Regions from separate parts of the Gossypium hirsutum genome. Here region 1 is linked to region 2. A link is a contact called in public Hi-C data. All regions are on one chromosome and are shown on one strand. The core of a region is the stretch at or near the end of the contact, and the rest is flanking DNA. Distances in the headings are between cores, read along the strand shown. Region 1 holds the start of LOC107950248 (methylsterol monooxygenase 2-2). Region 2 holds the start of LOC107885971 (putative pentatricopeptide repeat-containing protein At5g37570).

What was found. A called contact is a pair of places that touch in the nucleus more often than the background predicts.
Region 1: a Hi-C map of leaf shows a contact between it and region 2, with 3 times the contacts expected there. The contact joins the promoter of LOC107950248 here to the promoter of LOC107885971 in region 2. A contact is called at or near these places in 4 of 34 Hi-C or Micro-C datasets (all in leaf).

Annotation. Positions count from the first base shown.
Region 1 is chrA03:9,622,320-9,625,758 of Gossypium_hirsutum_v2.1, reverse strand. It overlaps LOC107950248 (methylsterol monooxygenase 2-2), which reads left to right and starts at 1,362. Exons shown (of 7, transcript XM_016885060.2): 1 at 1,362-1,671; 2 at 2,616-2,753; 3 at 2,919-3,064; 4 at 3,229-3,348. The coding sequence starts at 1,642. It overlaps LOC107950247 (eukaryotic translation initiation factor 3 subunit G), which reads left to right. Exons shown (of 2, transcript XM_016885059.2): 2 at 1-471. The coding sequence ends at 282.
Region 2 is chrA03:9,419,113-9,422,523 of Gossypium_hirsutum_v2.1, reverse strand. LOC107885971 (putative pentatricopeptide repeat-containing protein At5g37570) reads left to right here and starts at 1,814. Exons shown (of 2, transcript XM_016809744.2): 1 at 1,814-2,286; 2 at 2,288-3,411. The coding sequence starts at 2,029. It overlaps LOC107885970 (a long non-coding RNA gene), which reads left to right. Exons shown (of 2, transcript XR_001680594.2): 2 at 1-98.

The sequences.
Region 1 (3,439 bases), core at 113-2,612, 200 kb before region 2:
AGCGGAACTGATATGAGACGCAGAAACGACGAGAACTCTGTCCGGGTCACTAATCTTTCGGAGGACACCCGGGAAGCTGACTTGCACGAGCTTTTCCGGCCATTTGGTGCAGTAAGTCGAGTTTATGTTGCCATTGACCAGAAGACTGGCATGAGTCGGGGTTTTGGTTTCGTTAATTTTGTGAACAAGGATGATGCCCAGAGAGCTATAAACAAACTCAATGGCTATGGTTATGATAATCTCATCCTGAGAGTTGAATGGGCTACACCAAGAACAAACTAGATTGTGTGTTTTAGTTTAGGGTTTATTACTTAAATAAAAGGTTTAGGCCACCTTTTAAATGCTTATATATATCTATCCATGGCTGATGAGATTTTGTCTTCTATTTAGTTGACTCTTAAATAGTATCTGACTTGTGTGTATTCTTCTTTGTCATATGTAATATGGGTAGCATTTAGTATTTTGCATTGATTTGGTTATTGCAGTTGGTTTTTCATTTCATCAGCTCACATTTACTTAAATACAAGTCTTGCTTTGCATCTTTGAACAATGAATGAGACCTTCCATGGCTGCTTATGGTTAATGAATAAGATGAAATATGTGGATAATCCGAAGAAAGTACATCTTGAACAACTTTTTTTTATATGAGAATAAAGTAGACTCTAATAATATTTTTTTCGCAAAATCTGAGTCTAAAACCTTGTTTAAGAGGCATTGACCCTTGGTAAAGCCTTATTCACGTGTACTCGAATTTTGAAAATTAAAAAATAAAGAGTAAATTCTAAATTGAAAAATAAAGAGTAAATTCTAAAAGTATAAAGAGTACATTAGAGAGTTTTATGTTTAATTTTTAAGAAGTTTTGGAAATTATGTTTTAATTTCACCAATTATTTGCAAAATTATTATTAGGGTACTTCAGTTAATCTGATTTTTTTTTTTCTTTCTGATAATTGGAGAAACGAGTAGAGTTTCTAGATATTGAACTTAAACTCTCATTTTATATAACATAATTGACAATAGCTGTTGGCCTGTTAGTCGAATTGTAAATTTAGAAATTAAATATTACTTTAAAATAAAATATAATTAAAACACATAAATCATGTATATATATAACGTATTAAGAAAAAACAAGGTTAATAAAATTGAAGAGTTTTTGATTGAACACTTAAATTTTAAATATATTAAAGTTAATAATTGAAGGATCATTTAAGAATCAAACTAATAGGAAAAGGCCAAAACCCACACACGTTCAAACTTGAAAAGAAAAGTGAAAAAACATTAAAAGGCAAAAGTGGAGAACCTAAGAAAAAACCTATTTTTTTTCCTTTTAAAATGTCAGTTCAAACTTGAAAACTTCTACCGTCCACATGTTAGAATTTCTTACACTGCAAAAGTAGTGATTTTGGAGTTTGTTTTCTTACTGTGTGATGAAATTACATGCATAAAAACAAGGGGCCCATGAATAGAGCCCAGATTCCTTTCGACAGTCTGTACTCATCTCGTGGTTTTTTTTTTGCTTCTCTCAATATTCACTCTCTGTCTCTTTACCCTCCATCTCTCTCTCCAAAAAGATTTTATTATTGTGAAAGCAACATTGTGGAGATCAATTAGCTTCTTCTTTTTTTTCACTTTCAAGCTCTCATGGCTGCCATTATTGAATCTGGGTGGCTGGTAAAGCTCTTTCTTTTTCCTTCTTTCTTGTTGCTTTTTCAGTTTTTTTATCCACTGCCCATTACTTGTTATGGATCTATCTTTGTTGGTTTTTTTTTTTTGGTTTTGTATGTAAAGATAGTTAAATCTCAAGTTTGGGTCGATTGGATTATTTATATTTTTGTTTGTTTTAGTTGTTTTTGGATGGTGACATCAAGGTACATTTGGATGGCTAATGGTGGATGTTGATCTTCGATTTTTACAAGGCAGTGTTTGATTGAATAATGCTCTTTGGTTTTCTTGTCTCTTACAATTTGAAATGCATTTTAAGTGTTGCAAATGATTATATAGCTACGAAATTGGAGATTGTTTTTAGTTTTGAATTCAGGTCACTGTTTCACTATGTGTATATATTTGTTGCTAGAATGGCTTCTTCATTAATTAGTTCATCTAGGATGTTACTTACAGTTCAAAACAAAATGTATGTTTACTTACAGTAACAAGTACCTGAGATTGAAATCTAGATTTGAGGACTTTGTTGTTAATGTTGAATATGTGTTTCTTGCAAGTGTTTCCTTTTATCCTATATCTCATTGGTCTCTAGCAAAGGACCTTAATGAAGCTTCGATTCATTTTCATCGATCCTTTCCCCTTTTTTCCAGGTAAAATGTAAATGTGTCTAATTGTGCTTATTGATTTCACTTCTGGATGCAATGTTTATTAATCTACATTGAGCAATAATGTGATCTTTTAAGCTCCGAAATAGTGGTTTATGTTCTAAGGTGTAAGAAATTCTTCCTGAAATCTTCTTTGTTCACCATGCAATATTGGATCACACATTTCAGTGACAGTGACCTTGTTCATTAGTTTGAACACTACCACTGATGTTTTTAAGCTTAGAACAGCAGTTTATGTCATCAGATATAATACATTCTCCCTGAAAATCTTCTTTGTTCGCCATGCAGTATCTGATCACGCATTTCAGTGACTTCCAACTAGCAAGTCTAGGAAGTTTCTTTCTTCACGAAAGTGTTTTCTTCTTATCCGGACTTCCATTTATATATCTGGAAAGAGCTGGATTGCTGAGCAAATACAAGATTCAGGTTAACTCCCTTCATTGCTGGTATTGTTATCAACCGTTTTTACTTTGTTGACATAAAATTTGTGGGGATGAATGCTGTTAATAACAAAAAATATCCTTTCTTTGTATTTTTTCTAGTGGAATTCATAATAAATCTGTTTCATTTGTAATTTATGTTTCTATATAGACGAAAAACAACAGCCTTGCTGCTCAGGAAAAATGTATCACCCGCCTGCTTCTGTATCACATTGGTGTCAACCTTCCGCTTATGATTGCATCTTATCCTTTCTTCAGATTCATGGGCATGAAGAGTAGTCTGCCATTTCCATCCTGGTATTTACAGGTTCTTTATGTGCTAGAGCTTTTTTCCCTTCCTTTTTACCATATTCAGACATAATACCTTCATTACTAGTCCTGAAGTATGTTCTCCATAGATATACCTGCATGAAATTAAATTCTTAGTTTCAGAGCTCTAACTAGCTGGATCTGGTTGGCAGGAAAGTGGTTCTGTCACAGATAATATTCTATTTCATCCTGGAGGATTTTGTGTTTTACTGGGGACATCGTTTTTTACATACAAAATGGCTGTACAAGCATGTGCACAGTGTTCATCATGAGTAAGTGTCAATGTTAGGTGCTTGTACTAGTTAAAACTATGAACAATAGTGTTCTCACTTGGATCTTTTGCATGTGCTTATTGGTTACTTG
Region 2 (3,411 bases), core at 565-3,064:
TAGTGAATTTATTTTGTATTTTTTATTTTGTATTTTTTTGTGTTTGTAATCTTTGGATGGTATAATGAGTTGATAGAATATCATTACAATGTTGTAACTTTTTGATGTTGTAAAATTTTAAAACCTATGGATTATGACATATAAACTAATGAAATCATGTAACTTTTTGTTAATATATGAATATTATGCTTGGATGTGAAACATAATTCTCAAGTTATTTATTATTTTTTTAGTAACGAGTTGTTTATTACTTCTAATATTTAATTATTTTTTATTGTAGAATAATTAAATTATTTGTTTTAGTAATGATATTTTAGCACATTAAATATGTATTGTAGTTTAAAAATAATAAAGTAGATTATATATATTTTTATAGTATTATATATTTTGATTTTTTAATTCATATAATAATAATTATATTAAGAATGTTATTAAATTATATATAATAATTATGTTAAAATATGGTTAAACTATTTATTATTTTTATTAAATTATTTTCAATAATAATCTTATTAAAATTTAATAACAATAACAATAATCATCTACCTTAAAAAAATTATGTTGAGGGTATTCTGGTCATTTTAATTTTTTTCCTTATGTTATTACAACATCATTCTATTCGACCGAACACAAGAATACTATTACAGTTCTATTTCATTCCATTTAACCAAACAGTTGAATTACTTATTGCAACTCTATTCAATTACAGTCTATTCCATTACAGTAAACCAAACGCACCATTAATCTTTTTTGACTGAAACCAAAACCACCTAATCAGTTTTCTCTATTGCTAGCCAATCATCTACTTCTATCTACTAGATCAAAGTGACAAAGTTTGTACTCAATTATCTTAGTAGTCGGTTGAAGAGTATTGCCTAATGGATGTCAAACCACATCTTGAATTCAATTCTACGCTGCCGCAACTCACAACAAGAATTCATTATTATATGTTCTTAGTTGAAAACCCCACTGTTCTTTACCATAAATTGTTCAAGCTTTTCTTGTCATCGTCAACCCCAGATTGCTGCTCTACCAACCATCAATCTTGCAAAAGCGTAATAACGTAATCTTAAGACTTGACATATTCAAAGAACTTTTCTCCTAGTTTTAAATTGTTTTAAATTATTATTCTGTCCTAGTTCTATTTTAACTATTCTATAAATAAAGGTTTGTATTAATAAATTAAGTGGAATTATTTCACAAGCCTCCTATTACTTCAATACTAATCATGTTGAAATTTATTAAATGCGACAACATCCTAATGAACCTTAATATAATTTGGTGGTGACCTCTACAATAATCACATGAATATCTTTTGTTGAATGAGGGCTCTTAAAGCAATCCAATCCCTTCTCGATCGAGCGATTGGTGATAGATCTAACACCTTCTATAGGTAACGTCGGAGAAGGTTAACAAACTTTGGGCAACCCCAACCAAGGATGTTGAAAACCAAAACGGACTGACCAATCAAAGAAAGAAAATCTCAAAAGGATAAATTTTGGATAGAAGAAAGCCCAAGCTTTTTGGCTTCTCAGCCTGCTTTCGACATGGGGAGTTCAATCTAAGATAGAGGCTTTTGATTTCCAAGTGTTCACAGGTGAATCTAGCTAATTTTGGCCCCTGGGTTTTTAGTGGATTTAAAGTATCATTACAACATTTCATTATTTAATTCTTCTCTTGACCTTTATTTTTGTTCTCCATTATAAATTTGGATGGCGTTTACGACTTTGTACAACTGTTGTCGGTATTTCCTAGGCTAAAAAAAAATTTGTTCTGAAAATAGTTCTCTATATTTTCACTCATTTTCTATTTTTCATAAATTAGATCAATGATTGTATAAATCGGACCAATTAAGTTAAAAACCGGTTAAACCAACAATCTATTTTTTTTTTTAAACTTTGGCTCCAACAATTCTCTTACTATTGGGATAATTTCACCTTAGGCGCAATGCCGCACTCGCGCACTTATTTCGATAGAATTCGAGGAAAGGGAAAGAAAACTTTGCCACACTAAACCATTTTCCCTCCCATGCCAATTTCTCTCCATCACTTCCCCCATACTCTCCCTTCTCTCTCAACCCTTCTCAGGTCTTGCAAATCCCAAAACCAGCTTCACCAAATCCACGCCCACATAATTAAGAAGGGCCTGCACCAAGATCAATATCTCATCAGCCTTTGTATTTCCCTTTCCACTTCCCTCTCTCTCTCCGCTTCCATTTTCAATAGCTTTCTCCAGCCCAGCACTTTCCTTTGGAACTGTCTCCTCAATGGGTACTCTAAAAATTCCTCTTTTTTTTCAAACCATGTCGCTTTTTATCCGTATGAAGAGTGAAGGTGGGCTTCCTGATAAGTACACCTACCCTTTGGTGATCAAAGCTTGTTCGAGTGAGGTTAAGGCATGGGAAGGGAAAGTGCTTCATGGGTTAGCTTTAAGAAGTGGATGCGAAAGAGATGTTTTTGTTGGGACAAGTTTGGTTGATTTTTATGCGAAAATTAAGGAAATATTGAATGCGAAGAAAGTGTTTGATGAAATGTCTGAGCGAAATGTTGTGTCTTGGACGGCTTTGGTTGTTGGGCATATTAATGTTGGTGATATTGTGGAAGCTAAGAGAGTGTTTGATTTGATGCCGGAGAGGAATGTGGCTACATGGAATGCTTTGATGGGGTGGTGGGTCAAAACAGGGGATTTAGTGACTGCTCGGAAAGTGTTCGATGAGATGCCTGAAAGAAATGTGATTTCTTATACGATGATGATTGATGGATATGCAAAGGCTGGCGATATGGCATCAGCAATGTTTTTGTTTGAGCAGGCTCCGGAGAGAGATATCTTTGCGTGGTCAGCAATGATTTCGGGATATGAACAAAATGGTCAACCAAATGAGGCTGTCAAAATGTTTATTAGAATGTCAGAAATGGATGTTAAACCGGATAAATATATTCTGGTTAGCTTGATGTCTGCCTGTTCTCAGGTGGGTAGTTTGAAATTGGCTAAACGGGTTGATGGTTATCTAAGCCGAAGTGATATTGATGTTAGACAAGCACACGTTTTGGCAGCTCTTATTGATATGAATGCAAAGTGTGGAAACATGGCTAGAGCAGCTAAGTTGTTTGAGGAGATGCCAAAACGGGATTTGATTTCATATTGCTCAATGATACAAGGATTGGCTATCCATGGTCAAGAGGCTCAAGCTATTGAGCTTTTCAATAGGATGATAAGCGAAGGGCTGGTTCCAGATGAAGTAGCCTTCACTATTATTCTGAATGCTTGTAGCGGTGCTGGCCTTGTTGAGGAAGGTTGGCATTATTTTGAAATCATGAAAAACGAATACTCCATGGTTCCTACGCCGGATCATTATGCTTGCATGGTTGATCTTTTAAGTCGAACAGGACAGCTAAAAGCAGCCTACGATCT